2 separate regions of the Mus musculus genome follow, and region 1 is linked to region 2. A link is a contact called in public HiChIP or PLAC-seq data. All regions are on one chromosome and are shown on one strand. Each heading gives the region's core, a stretch centred on a gene start, on an enhancer-like site or on the middle of the called end of the contact. The rest is flanking DNA. Distances are from core to core; before and after follow the strand shown.

What was found. HiChIP or PLAC-seq counts read pairs in DNA pulled down with a chosen protein or histone mark.
Region 1: a contact with region 2 is called in an H3K4me3 HiChIP or PLAC-seq map of craniofacial prominence, with 3 times the contacts expected there. The contact joins the enhancer-like site here to the promoter of Robo1 in region 2. A contact is called at or near these places in 1 of 39 promoter capture datasets (cranial neural crest), 3 of 484 Hi-C or Micro-C datasets (myocytes, stem cell-derived neural progenitor cells and uterus), 5 of 115 datasets of contacts at active chromatin or transcription factors (craniofacial prominence, differentiating embryonic stem cells, embryonic hindbrain and 2 more) and 1 of 9 other capture datasets (adipose tissue).

The regions. Positions count from the first base shown.
Region 1 is chr16:72,786,370-72,789,629 of GRCm38.p6, reverse strand. The region is part of intron 2 of Robo1 (roundabout guidance receptor 1); the gene reads right to left. Among named protein-coding and RNA genes, the nearest start is that of Gm52248, 92 kb to the left of the region's middle. Within about 2 kb of position 1,474, at least 9 of the 459 cell types and tissues checked have an H3K27ac peak or open chromatin away from gene starts, as enhancers often do.
Region 2 is chr16:72,661,834-72,664,793 of GRCm38.p6, reverse strand. It overlaps Robo1 (roundabout guidance receptor 1), which reads right to left and starts at 1,645. Exons shown (of 29, transcript NM_019413.2): 1 at 600-1,645. The coding sequence starts at 654. Gm29908 (a long non-coding RNA gene) reads left to right here and starts at 1,728. Exons shown (of 3, transcript XR_384961.4): 1 at 1,728-1,806.

The DNA.
Region 1 (3,260 bases), core at 225-2,724, 130 kb before region 2:
TTAATGTTAAAACTGGGAACTTGTTTTGTACTTTGGGAATGAATCTTGTAGGTGTAAAGGAAAACTTAGCTCATTTTCCTTAAGGGATAGAAGCAATCTCTTCTCTACAGTGCAGAGATAAAATTGGCTTCTCCACAGGCATTAGGATTGGTTGGCAGATTTTCTGCTGGGATCTGGATTGAAATGCTTGTTTTTGAATAGAAAGAAGCATAGAAGGAGGGAATTCATATACAAAAGCCACAAGCCACTCCTCTCCCATCTACAGAGTCTGCCAATGCTGAGCTTGGACACATGCTCTTTGTGTCACCGTTCTTTTCACAATATGAAGGACTGTAAAACTTCTGGTGGGTTATAAAAGCAGAGGAAACGTTTTGTCAAAAATGTTTCTTTTTTTCGCACATAACTGAATCTCAGTTTCTTTGCTATAAACTTAAGTTCATTTTATTGTAAAATCTTGGGATCAATCTGAAATAAATTTGTCTCTACCTTTAGAGAATCTATATTAATACTTCCTTCAGCTGATGCAACTTTCATTTATACAGTGCAATGCCTACAGAGCTAAATGATTTGAAAGTTACTATAAAAGTCATGAATATTTAACCTAATCATAACATTCTAATACATGTTTATTATATACATATATCATATTGCCAATCATATGTACAATTTATATCTTACATACCAATTACAGATAAATACAACTTAATAGATATGGCAACCACAGAATATCAGTTATGTGAAATAAATAAAAGTAGCTCTTATTTGTCCTTTAATCAACCATTAGCCATATCCTTCTATGAATTTTTTTCAACCTAACGAGGTGATTTACATTTTTTAGTAAAGAACTGATTTATAGTATATAATTAAACAATACTGAAAACGCTGCCTTTCACTGTCTGCAAAATATATTTTCCATTTCTTGACATATTATACAGTTGTATTCTTGTATTAAAGGATAATATGTGAAAATATACCTTTCAATTCTCTTTGCCTTTTAGTTGTTTTAAATAGTATGAACGAACAATGCTCCAATAGGAAACGGGCCTCCCAAAAATCTCCGGAATAGAATGATAACATCAAAGGGAAAAAAAGAAGATGGGCAACTCAGTATAAGTTTTTCTCTTACAAAGTCCTGTCCCATGCAGAATCACCACCAAACGGACTAAACAAGAGGAAGAAATAATACAAGAGAAACACGTTCACACTGAAGTCCACCCAATCCTCCAAGTAAGAACCCTTGCTGTGTTGCCTATTGTACATGCCATATGGGCCCGCAGGAATCCCCAAAGACAAGAATGGCGTCTTTCAAAAGCACTGATTACATCCTTGTTTTAGGCCTACCTCAGACAGACCAAAGATTCAGTTAATCAATTAGCTGAGGTTCCTGCTAACACAAGAAAAGAGAGCACTCAACCCAGAGAGGCTGGGGCCATGAACAAAGCTATCTTTGCAGCAGAGGGGCCTCTCTCGTGCATCGCACAGGGGCCATTGTTCCATTCTAGAAGAGTCACATTCATCAATGTTCAGAACCGGAACCTCTGTAATACATTGTTGGCTGTTCATCGGTGATTTATTACAGAGCACCACACAGATTTGACAGGAAACGAGTTGGTAGTTTGGAAGCTGCTGGTGAAGGGGGTTAGGAGAAGTGTGGCTGGGTGTTGTGAAGGGTACTAATGCAGAATCCACTCAGCAACTTTATCATAGCCCACACTGGTACTTACAGTTAGGTCACAAACATCCATGCTGCCCTGAAAGGCCAACTATGTAGTATTTTGGGTAGCAAGTCCAGAAGAAAAAAAATGATTGATAATTCTTGAAAAAAGAAAGGATATGGGGAAGAGAGGGCAACAGACACAGGAGGGGGGAGAACTCAGGGGTGGGAAGTTACAATCAATTGTAAAAGTTTTCATGACACAAGGCAGCAACAGGAAATCTGAGAAGAATCCTCATGAAGACCCAGTGTTAATAGTGTAGCAGAAGCTATAAGCCTTGAATCAGGCCAATGACTCATTGCAGTGAACAACTAACTGCAGGTAGAGAAGTGTGGACAAAGGCGTATAGTGTGGGACACACTGTGACACGCTATAGCTTTCACACTGTGATTGCTTTCCTTTTGGGGGAGCATTGCAAGGGAGGGTGGGAACAAAGGGATGGAGAGATGAGTAGGACCGGGGTGCATGATGTGAAATTCACAACGAATTCATAAAAAGCTAACAGACAAGAGTCTTCATTGTTCTTCAAAAGGCTTATGTCCTTGATTACAAAATAAATTTTAAAATTCTGTAATTGGAAGAGAACTGTACCATTCTCTAAATTAACAGGCAACACAAATTATAAATTTCTCAATAAAATGAGAAATAAATTTAAACATTTATTTTGGGAGAAAAAGCCCCTGTGCTTTGGTAGCATTTGTCACTATCATAAAAAAATGATGAAGAAAACTTCCCTTGGACAGAAAACAGTGGTTATATTGTGGTGTTTGTTATCCTTCTGGACATAATTTCTTTGCAGCCAATACGATTTATAGAAATAATAACTACATCTGGATGTAACATTGGATGTGCTTCTGGTAACCCATTTGGCAACTAGAGTGAATTCTACAGGAGCTGGGATATCATTCTTTAGTCATCCTTTTAGAAGCAGCGCTCAAAATCTCAGAGATGGGAGAACGGATGTTTAATTAATCTGGTTAAATAAAAATAATTATCCATCACCATTCATGTATCTTCGACTGTTCAAGACATTAAACCCTCAGAGACCCAGGACTATAAGAAACAGCTGCTTTTGGCCAATTATGTCTCGAGCTGTCAAGATTCATAATACTCAACGAGCCCTTTCTCCCCTTCATTACAAAAGGAAAAATGACTCAAATAGGTATGTTTATACCATGAATGTTAAGCTGATATTTCAAATGAGAACATGCTCAAGGAAGATAATACTCTCATGTTTTTGTCTTAATTTCCTCAACTGTGGAAAAAAATGCATACCCCTAACTGTCAAGGGAGGTTTCAAAGTGCCTGATCAACATCACCCTTTATTTCAAATTTAAATTTTAGAGAACAATATTGTTGGGGCTAGTTAAAAAAAATGGCTTTTTGGTTAGTTTGTTACATGTTCTTTACCTTGTTAAACACAAGAAAACTGGTAGGGAAGGGCACAGAGAGAAGAAGCAGGAAGGCTTTAAAGGAGCAAGAAGGGGGACTCTCAGTCCTGATAGTGAACATGACTACGCATACGAAAAAAAAAAAAGAAAAAAA
Region 2 (2,960 bases), core at 396-2,895:
AGGAGTTATTTCCTCAAGTTTCTTCAGAATCAAATTTAATTACAGACTTTGGTTACATAAAACAACTTCTAACAACCCGTTGAGCTCAGAAACGGGGGGTGGGGGGGTGGGGCGGGACGGGGACCGGGACCAGATTTTGGATTGCTGGGGATTGAGGATCACAAGCCCCCCTCACCCCCCACCCCCACTCCGTGCCGCTTGCCCCTCCACTCCAGCACCCCCTAAGGATCCCTCAGATGGGGGATACTCATTTGACCTAATCCTAAGAGCCCAAAACAACCCGCTGCCTCTACCACCCAAGTGCTTAGACAGGCATTTGCCCAGAGTGAGCTGGGCGTGCCCTGAACTTGGCGAAAGGCCGAGGTCTACCGAGAGGTTTGGGATGGTTTCAGGAGAGTTTGGGGTGATAGGCCAGAGGGGACAACCTCAAACGCGAAACTAGAAACCTTTCCCTGTAGAAGTTCTGGAAGGGTCGAGCCCCTCTGGCCTTAGAAGGGAGAGGTCGCCAAGAGTCAATTCAGGGTTGAGGGTCCGATTCTGAAGAGTGGAGTGGGGACCAGCGAAAGAGATGAAGGGTGAAGAAGGAGGGCGCAGGTTACCTGAACAGAGACATATTAATCCAAAGAGGTAAAAGCGAGCAGGCTCCGCGATCATTGTCCTCGGGTAGGTCCTGCATACAGTCTCATGCCAAGAGAAGGGAGCAGAAGCGGAGATCTCCAAATTTATGGAAGCCACACACCATACACCCTACACACAAAGGCTTAATATAAGCAACGTGAGTCAATCCGCCAAGAGTTTGCAGGGCAGTTTCTCGTCGACCTTTCCGGAGGCTTGTCAATCCCTTTGCAAAGAAAAAGCCCAAGGTTTGTCTTCCCTAGCTCCGGGTTTCTGAAGAGGCTCAACCACTTCCAAGGCTCATCCAAGGCGAACAACAAAGAGCCTAAACCGAGGAGCAGTTGTGCGGTTTCCTGCCTCCACAGTCCTGCTGAGCCTCCCGGCGTGCGCCTCCACAGCGTGTGCCCTGGCGCCGCTGCGCGGCGATTGCAAAGTTGGGGTGTGAGAGCAAAGGAAGAGATGCACCCCAAAAAGTGCTCCTCCGTCTACCGGAGAGCCAGAGAGTAGCAGGCCACCCCCCTCTGGCGGAGATTGCAGTCAAGGTAGCGGCGGCAGCTGGGGAGAACAGTCTCTAGGTTCACGGGGTGCGCCTGGGTGACTCTGCGCACCAGGAGGGAGCGAAGGGGCGGTACGGCGACAGCGGCTGCCTGGGCGGGCCCTTGTTCCCATCACTCGCGGGATGCGGAGGGCACCGGGGACAGCAACAGGACCGCGGATGCACGAGCGCCTTCCGGGCGCCCCCAGCCCGGCACAGCACCCAGCATCGTCCCGGGTCCTGCTTCTACTGGGGCGCGTGTAACGCACCTCCGAACCAAGCTGCAGCCCAAACTTCCCGGGGTGGCTAGTCTTACTCCTTGCTCCTGGAAGCTTCGGAGAGGCTGCTCCGGGCGGCCCCGGGTTGGTGGGAAAGAGCGAGCAGGAGGAAGAGGATGCTGCCGAGGCTCGCCCGAGCTCCGCTGGGAGCTTGCAGCGTCTGAAGTTTCTGCTCTCACGCTGCCTCCTTTCGGCTCGACAGCTCGTGGGTTTCCCCCTCAGTCCCTGCTGCTCCGGGTTTCCTCCCTCTCCAGCCCGGCTCGGGAACCTTTAAAGGGGACGCTCGATCCCTGCCAGGCCCTCACTGGCGCTGCTCAGACAAGTTCTGCGTGTTAATATTTCCATCCACATGCCTGGAGCGCCCAACTGCGCCCTCAGGTGAGATTTCAACGACTCAGAAGCAGAAATCTCAACGAATAAGAACTTGTTTTGGGTCCCTTTCCATCTCAGGCTCCCCTGCACCTTTCTCCAAATGGAACCTCCCAAACCAAAGACTTCAAAATCCTCCAGGTCCCTCTTAACCTCTTCTTTACCGATTTAGGGAATTGCAGTAAACTTCCAAAGAAGTTCACTCACTACCACTATCACCACCCCCCATATTCTCTTTAAACGAGCAAACAAACAAACAAACAAACTTATTTGCTTTCTCAGCAAAGAGGCTTTAGGAAAGTGTAAATTATCTAAAATATAGTAGTGGATGGATATTCTCTTTTTATTGAATTTGCTGGCGGTCCTGTAGAAAGGAGTGAAGGCTTAGGTCTTGGAGACTTCATTATGTTTACAGGAGAGTCTAGGTAGCTTATAGATATTAGAGACTCAACAGTTAAAGAAGAGTAACAGATGGGTGGTAATACATTAATCTAAAGTTTGCAGTGATGGGCTCTTAGCATCTCAAAAACTGGGCCACCCCAAATCCGAGGGTATCAGGTACCTGTGGCCATACTAACTTTATTCTCTCTTCTGAAGAAAAAAAAAATGGGGCCTGTGGGGCTACTTCATGAGTAAGCTAATTAGGCCCGAGATGAAACATGCCTGGGATATTTGACAGACAAGTTTTCACAAATTCGTTGTTTTCTTTTTTGTTATTATTGCCTATGACACGATGAAAACCATATAATATCTGCGGAAGGCTCTACAAATTGCAGTTGTTGACACAGCTATCGCTTTTATTAATAAGTTACTCTCTTCAAAGCTATGGTCTATGACTTCAAGATGAGTACTTACTGCCTTCAACTATGGCCGGTGGCATGACGGCAGGTGAGGAGGGTTTGAATTTATTTTGTGTAGACGGTTGGACTTTTCCAGGTTTCCCTTAACTGACTGCCTGCATTGCCTACCTAAACTGCAAGTTTCAAAGAGCCATGTGCTCATTTGGGTCATGGCTTCTGTGGCCCGTGAACTCAGAGCAACTGTCTGTGAAAAGACAACCTGGTTAACAGCACCTTACCTTTGAAAAGGAAACACAATTTAATCCTGAGAAAGCTGACTGAAAACTCAGTAAACAAGCCAAAGATAAGAAGTCAAAGATTCTA